2 separate regions of the Mus musculus genome follow, and region 2 is linked to region 1. Evidence: chromatin contacts called from public HiChIP or PLAC-seq data. All regions are on one chromosome and are shown on one strand. The core of a region is the stretch at or near the end of the contact, and the rest is flanking DNA. Distances in the headings are between cores, read along the strand shown. Region 1 overlaps Foxo1 (forkhead box O1). Region 2 overlaps Gm30235 (a long non-coding RNA gene).

Evidence for each region. HiChIP or PLAC-seq counts read pairs in DNA pulled down with a chosen protein or histone mark.
Region 2: a contact with region 1 is called in an H3K27ac HiChIP or PLAC-seq map of regulatory T cells, with 5 times the contacts expected there. The contact joins two enhancer-like sites. A contact is called at or near these places in 3 of 115 datasets of contacts at active chromatin or transcription factors (double positive thymocytes, embryonic stem cells and regulatory T cells).

What each region holds. Positions count from the first base shown.
Region 1 is chr3:52,297,701-52,301,379 of GRCm38.p6, reverse strand. The region is part of intron 1 of Foxo1 (forkhead box O1); the gene reads right to left. Among named protein-coding and RNA genes, the nearest start is that of Foxo1, 31 kb to the right of the region's middle. Within about 2 kb of position 1,794, at least 52 of the 459 cell types and tissues checked have an H3K27ac peak or open chromatin away from gene starts, as enhancers often do. A contact at or near this core is called in regulatory T cells, where this site is marked.
Region 2 is chr3:52,675,327-52,679,005 of GRCm38.p6, reverse strand. All of the region lies in intron 2 of Gm30235 (a long non-coding RNA gene), which reads right to left. Among named protein-coding and RNA genes, the nearest start is that of Gm30235, 27 kb to the right of the region's middle. Within about 2 kb of position 1,620, at least 68 of the 459 cell types and tissues checked have an H3K27ac peak or open chromatin away from gene starts, as enhancers often do. A contact at or near this core is called in regulatory T cells, where this site is marked.

The sequences.
Region 1 (3,679 bases), core at 545-3,044:
CTATGGCCAAGACAGCTAAGCAACCCAGCCTCCACTGCTTCTCAGTTAACTCAACTTTTAAAAGAGCAATGACCCACAAAGTCTACCTCTCTTGTCCCCGTATTTCTGTCATCAAGACACAGCTTCATTTCAGACACAATTTTAAAAAGGCTGTGACATGATCACAGGACCTGAGCCTTGGAATCAGAGCTACAGAGAAGTCATCCAACCAGGCCGATACTACTTCTCTGCCAGTACTGCCACTCATCCACACAGCACAGCACAGCACAGCACAGCCCAGCCCAGGAAAACTGTCTTCTTTACATGGTAGCTAGCATGTGCTCTGAAGAGAACTCTAAGGAGAAATCAGAGAAATCTAAAGAAGGAAACTGCAAAGCACTCTGGCCTGTCAGCACTCTCGTCTTCGGGTAAAAATATGGATGACACGGATGTGTGTGGTTTGTAAGGGGCCTCCTCCTGAGGATGGCTCTGCAAACAGTCTCTCTAAATCAATTTTTATTCTGTTTGACATGGAAAGGAAAGGAAAGAAAGGAAGAATGAAGAGTTACCACACAGACTTTAATCACACCTAGGTCTCAAACATCAGAGTTGCAGTTCCCACAGCAAGATGGACTCAGCTTCCATATACAGCGTCAGTGTGACCAGCCACATCCTCTCAGACGCTCTCATTAAGGGCATGCTATGTGCATGGGTAGCAGAGCCAGGTCACAGACGCTGAATCTGACTTTCTAGACTCTCATTAATTGAGACTAGCATGGCTGTGAGCCATTAGGGCCGTGTTTAAGACAGGCGCTCCATGAGGGAACAAGTCAGGTCACCAGAGTGACTGGCTACCTTCTCAGTGGCATCGTCTTCCACCAGAACCCAGGGCAGCTTCCCCAAGATTTAAACCTGGACCCCGGAGGTGGGTGACATTTTTCTAGGAGCCCATGAAATGCTTTCAGTGACAGAAGAGAAAGTAAAGTGACCTCTCTAAAGGGAAAAGCCACCGCACTGCAGCCTTTTCATTGGCAGGCACCCTTCCTCTACCTTGTAGTGTTAAGTTCCCAAAAGTATTTTCTAGCAATTTCAGTTCCTGATGTCAGTGGCTTCTCTTTCAGAAGGAAGAACAAAATTCAACACAGCAAGAAGCCCTATGGCCAACTTGTTCTATACAAGCCCACCCGGCCGAGATACTCAGAAGCCAAATTACCTCTTATATGATTGGTTCTCACTTTCTTCACCTCTTCAAAGAGCTTGAATTTGAAGGTTAACCTGTCTGCCCGTCGGGGTATGTGCTGACCATGAGTCCTGTCTACTTGGGAAAGGCATGGACAATGCAGACAACTGGACCTCACAGCGTTTCTGAATGAGGTCCTGCAGGACAGTCAATCCTCACAGCAGCTTTACTGCACAGAGAGAGTGACCTACACAACTCAAGGTCACCGGGACTGTAAAAGCTGTGAATTTTTACAGGAGCGCCATTTCACTTTATAAACAGACCCGGTAGAAAGAGGACATCAGATCTCCCTGTGATGTCATTTGGTTGTGACAGTGGCTACAAACTCCTGAGCAGGTAGTCAGGGTGCCTGGCCCCCAGCCTGCAAAGAGCAAGGCAGCACAATAGCAGCTCTCACTCACATCTGCTGGCCAGCCTTCCTTCCACCAACCTCGGCAGGCCACCACTGTCAACAACAAACTGAGGAGAGTCCAGTGAGCTAGCTACCAGAGACCTCCAACCCTCCCCATCCCTGCTGCCTTCCTACTGTGCAGGAAATGAGAGCCAGTAACTTTACCTAGTTCAGCTTCCTTTCTGAAACCCCTCCCCCTCTCAGCTGGAGAGCCACAGATAAGTAGCTGGGAGACCTACTTGGCAGTGTGAAGAAGTGTCTTCAATATGCTAGAAAACACTCTCTATATGTGGTAACTAAATAAGACAATGTTCTCCTGACCCTTTCCAGTTAACCCAGTGAGGCAGAGGCTCAACAGAGTATAGAACTGAGTTTCTGCGACAGTACCTGGCCAGTACCCACTACATCCTAAGTAAAGGAATATATAGAGCAGAGAAGATGCGTGTTCTTGGGAAGATTCTGCTGTGGCAAGGTCCCACCTCCTATGAAAAATAAAAATAACACTCCCCCCTCCCCCAAATGGATGGAACACGGAGCACAAACGTTGGGAAGACTGCACGAATGGTGAGGTGTATGCCGATGGGCTACGGGAAAGGCAGACACCATGTTCCAGACAGACAGAAGACCCGGGAAAGCCCCAAGTCGTGGGGAAGCCTGGCCTGACAAGTAAGCACAGAATATGCGGGGGGTTGGGGGGGAAACCTCTGCAGTCAGGCCCCAGAGAAAGGATGGAGCAAGGTCCCTTTGGTCCAGTGAGGGGATGGCATAGTGAGTACTGCTGGCAAGTAAGGTGGCATGGAGCAGGGGTAGCCATGGACAGGATGAGAGTCCAAAGGGATGTGTATGCATAGTCAGGTGCTACCCAGCACAGCTGCAGTGAACACCGGAGCACACGCATGGCACTGACTCACTGTGACAGCCTTATGACATCACAGCAGTGCCAGCTGCTTCTCCAATGACAAAATCAACATCCGTTTCTCATAACCTATCCTACTGTTGGGCAACGTATAGCCAAGATAAGATCATAGAATTTTCTGACAATTACCATATGCCTAGTCTTCCTTTGGAAAGATTAGTAAGTGCTTTTAGGTATCTGAAATATTTGCTCTAACTCCACAAAACAAGTACGTTTAGTTCATCCAATACTGCACACTCAGTAAAAACAAAACAAAACAAACACACGGAAAGGGACAGAAGCACCGCTGCTTACAGGAATCACAAAGAAAAAGACAAGACGTGTCATGACAAATGGGCTTGAGGTATAACTCAATGACAGACTGCTGCCAACCACATACAAGACCAAGGTTTAACTCCTAGCACCAAAAGATGAACAAAACTAAGCAGTTAAGGAAACCGTGAGGACCACAGAGGGTGTCTATACTGAGTTCTATGGAGGAAAGATGCAAAGTCTAATGAAAGACAGGAAAAGAAACTCAAGAAGTATAGATAGAGAACAAAATGCACGGAGGTTGCGGGATCAGGACACTCAGGGAGAAACAGAAACGGTGGTGTCCATTCAAGGGCCACACTGGGCAGCTGAACCTACTGCAGATGGAGATAAACAAGGCTGGAACGCAGGAAGAGGAAGACGCATCTCAGAGCTGTAAGGCAGCGTGGCAGGAAGAAAGCACAGCAGAAGTAAGACTTGGAAGTAGATCCAAGTAACAAAAACAACAAACACTACAAGGTGGTCTACACTAGGAGCCCGAAAGAGGAGGACAGATAAAGATGGGGCAGATAAGTAGTCTGTGCCGTGTGTAGTCTTAGGCCAGTGGGATTAGTGGGCAGTGGGCAGTTCTCATAGCAAATAGGCACGTCCATACTTGATTTTATTTTGGCACAAATTTGCTCACTTTACTACATCTCTCTTAACATTCAAGCACATATGTCTATCCCCATACCATCCTGCTTTACAAGTAACTGAGCAGGTATTTTTAGATGCTTTTCAAATCAAACATACTCTGGCACGTAGGGAAATAATCCATCCCTAGTGACTCAGAGGGGTAAACAGTTACTAAGGCTGTTTCAGAGCTCAAGCTTGTGCAATGAAGGAGGTTACTTGTCTGCAG
Region 2 (3,679 bases), core at 371-2,870, 380 kb before region 1:
GCTTATTTATTTTCCCCCTTTATTAAAAATAGATATTTCTCTTACATAATATATTCTAATTGCTGTTTCCCCTGTATTTCTCCAAATTCCTCCCCACCTCACCTCCCATCTAGATATACTCCCTTTCTGTCTCTCATTAGAAAAATTAACAGACATCTAAGGAATAATGACAGGCTAAAATATGAGATAAACCAAAAGCTAACACATTGGAATTTGACAAAGCAAATAAACAGAAAGACAACTTATTGGAGTCATTTCTCACTTCTACAGTGGATTCCAGGCAGCAAACTCATGCTGCTGGGCTTTGCAGCAAGCACCTATATCCACTATGCCATCTCACCAGCCCAGTAACACTATTTTTGGGAAAAAAAATTACAGATATGTCAATAATAAGGACTGAAGAGCCATAAAGGCACAGGAAAGTTAGACAGCAAAGGCAAATGTGGGGCTCGTCATTGGTAAAATGTGTCTGTCCTCATCACAGTACAGTGAAATAACAAACCTTACAAAGCTAAATCAAGCAGCAACCATTTTTATCATGTTCATGGATTCTGTCTGTTGGAAATCTGGAGCAAACACGAGGAGGTGGCTGTTGATGACTGTCTCTGTTCCACGACGTCCAAGACCTCAGGAAGACACAGAAGGTTGGATTGACTTAATAGCTGGGCTGGAGCCATCTGGGGATTCTTTTTATAAACATATATCCATCTTACGTGTATCCGTGTGTCTGAGTGTATGTGTGTGAACCACATTTATGCAGGAGCCGACAGGTGTTAGAAGAGGCATAAATCCCCTAGATTAGTTTTGCGATCTGTGGGTGCTGAGAACCGAATCTGGGTCCTCACCACCTGGAGGCTTCTTCACTTGTGTACCTTCCTTGGGGGCTATGTGAGCGTGCCTGCCTGTGGGCACTCCATGTGTGACATAGCCATGTCACATCATGGGGCCTCCAGGTAGACAGATGTCTTCTACTGCAGCTCTGGTCTCCATGGCTTCCACGCAGAGACGAAAGCCACCTCATCCTTTATGACTGAGCCTGGGAGGTAGCATTAGTGTCTCTCTGCCAAATCTGTCGGTAAAAGTGATCACAAGCTTGGCCAGATTCGTGGTGCCTTGATGGGGATCTACAAGGGACCACTCGGAAGATGCTGTTGGATGAAAAGGCTCTTGCTAGCTAGCGCCTTTGGATAATATAAACTGCCACGTGGTCAAGTTCAAGAACACAAATCACTTTGCCAGTGGCAGGTGGATCCCAGGTATCAAGATACACGGCTCAGCCTATCCCGGACTGGTGTGGCTCAATGTGAGAATAATACAGCTGGCTTTCCTAGTTGTGACTCAATCGTTTAACGTTTCATATAATTTGCCTGCAAGGACTGGAGAGGATGTACAAGAGACATGGCTCTGACTTGGCATTGTGCTTTTGGAAATCTGCTCCGGAGAACTATTACTGTGAGTCACTGCAGCACCCTGTGCCAGCATCTGGAGTCTCGTCTCCTCGGAGATGACCAGGCTCAGGAATGTTTTCTTGTGTGGCTGGCTGAGGTGCCAGCCAACCTCTCCCACCACTGTAACACCAGACACTCTGTGAGTGATGGTTTCCTTTTCGAAACCAAAAGTGGATGAAGGAATTTAAATGAGAGCAGGGGGGGGGGGGTGGAATCGTGAGACAAGACATAAAGCTATGTAAAGGGAAAGAAATGAGGCTCCGAGTGGGAGAACAGAGGCGTCGGAGATCAGAAGAGAACACTACAAATACAGTGTCACAGTAATGGAATAGGTCAAGCGCTGTTCCCAAAGCAGACCACACTAAGACTTCTTAGTACTCAACATCTCTACCCTAAGCACCAATAACAAATAACCAGCTGTGTCACGGGGATAGAGTCACTCTTGCAGGCTGCCACCCTTCCTGCCTGTATATCACTTCTGAGACTTCCTTCACTCCAAGAACTCAGAAAGAAATGGACCCATAGAATGGAGTCTGCGCAAGGTTACCAAAGTCTGGGCCCCGCCCCCCACCAAGTCAGAGCTACTTAAGGTCCTGGGGAATCTTAGACTAATAGGCCTACCCCATAGAAATCTGAACATTCTCTATCAATAGATTGTTTATTGGACAAATACTTATACAGGGCTGACCATGCACTGGACACCATCCCCAGCACTTAGCAAATATTGACCTATTAATCCTCTATCAGAAGGGTACGGTTGTCTTCTAGATTATACAGGTGAGGAGAGTGCACACAGTGAGGAGGAAAGCTAGGATCGAAACTACCAGATCAGCTCCTCGTCTGCGCCATGCAGTCATTGGCTGTATGAAAGGCTGTGCAGCAGCCCTGCACATCTATGTGTGTAGGTGGGCAAAGGTCAACCCCAGCCTTGGTAAGTCTCTAAGGCATTTTTCCTCCCTGTATCTGCCCATCCCTTCCTGTTCAGTTAACTGCTAGAAAACAGAAGATCCAGGGTCACTGCAGTTAGCAAACCTCTGGGTGTATGTATGTTTGTGTGTTGCAGGGGAGGGGCAGAGATGTCTAATACTCTATTTTGCTCCTAAAATTCAGTCTTCATAGGGAACCATGGTCTCTCGTGTAGGATACTGAATCACAGGTCAACTACTAATAGGTTATATACAGAATACCAAATTATATTTAAATTTAATATTAACAATGATCAATCTTTAATAGAATTATGTCCCATTGAAGCATTGAACACCTTCTTAAAATTCAAAGTAATTTTCTCATTTGAAGTTCTAACTCACCGGGCACTCTGTGCTTTCATCTGCTACATGTGCTAACCCTTACATTTGAGCTCGTGAAAAACTCCAAGGCAATAACTGGAGACACAGTTGGCAAACGGATGGGCTCTGTGTGGTTGGCTGGCATACGCCTGGGCAGTAGGAGAAAGACTCACACATCAGTAAAGACTTTGACCCAGAGCCCAAATGAGGGACGACGGCATGACACGCTAGACCCCAGGCTGGTGCATGTGCTATGTGTCACTGCTTCTGTGAGTCTATGGGTTGTGTCAGAGCCGTTCACCCTACAACTCTGTGCCCTGAGGCTCTGCCAGGGCCTCACACATGCTGGGAGGGTGCTCTAGCCCCTCGCTACATCTCCAGCCCTTAGGTTTATAAAGCCAGTGTCACTATGCCACCCAAGATGGCTCTGAGCTTGTTATGTAACATAGACTGTTGTGGAACTCAAAATCCTCCCACCACTGCCTTCTGAGGGCTGGGATTGTCAGCATGCTCTACTGTGTGAACCTGGCTCCATGCAATGTTCATATTTTGAAAACTTTCAAAGCTACAGAAAAATGACAGTCAGCATATAGAGAATGCTCATTATTTTAAAGTCTCATCTGCTTATCCACTGTGCATTTGTGCGGGCACACCCACACGCTTGTTAATTTGCTGAATGAACTAGTTGAGTATTTTAACAGATGTTGGGACCTCTCCCAGCTGAGCCGGTCAGCATGACTCTCCTAAGAACATCAATATTCTCCTCAATGACCACAATGCCATAACCACACTCGGGATACTTAGCTGTAACACTATATCGTTATCTAATAACAATTCGGCACTCAGATCCCTCCAGTTATTCCAATAATGTGTGTTTATCACGTAGACCTATGTTCAGTTTTGGATTTCCCTAATCCCTGGCTATGTTCTGTTAGCCTCCCGTAC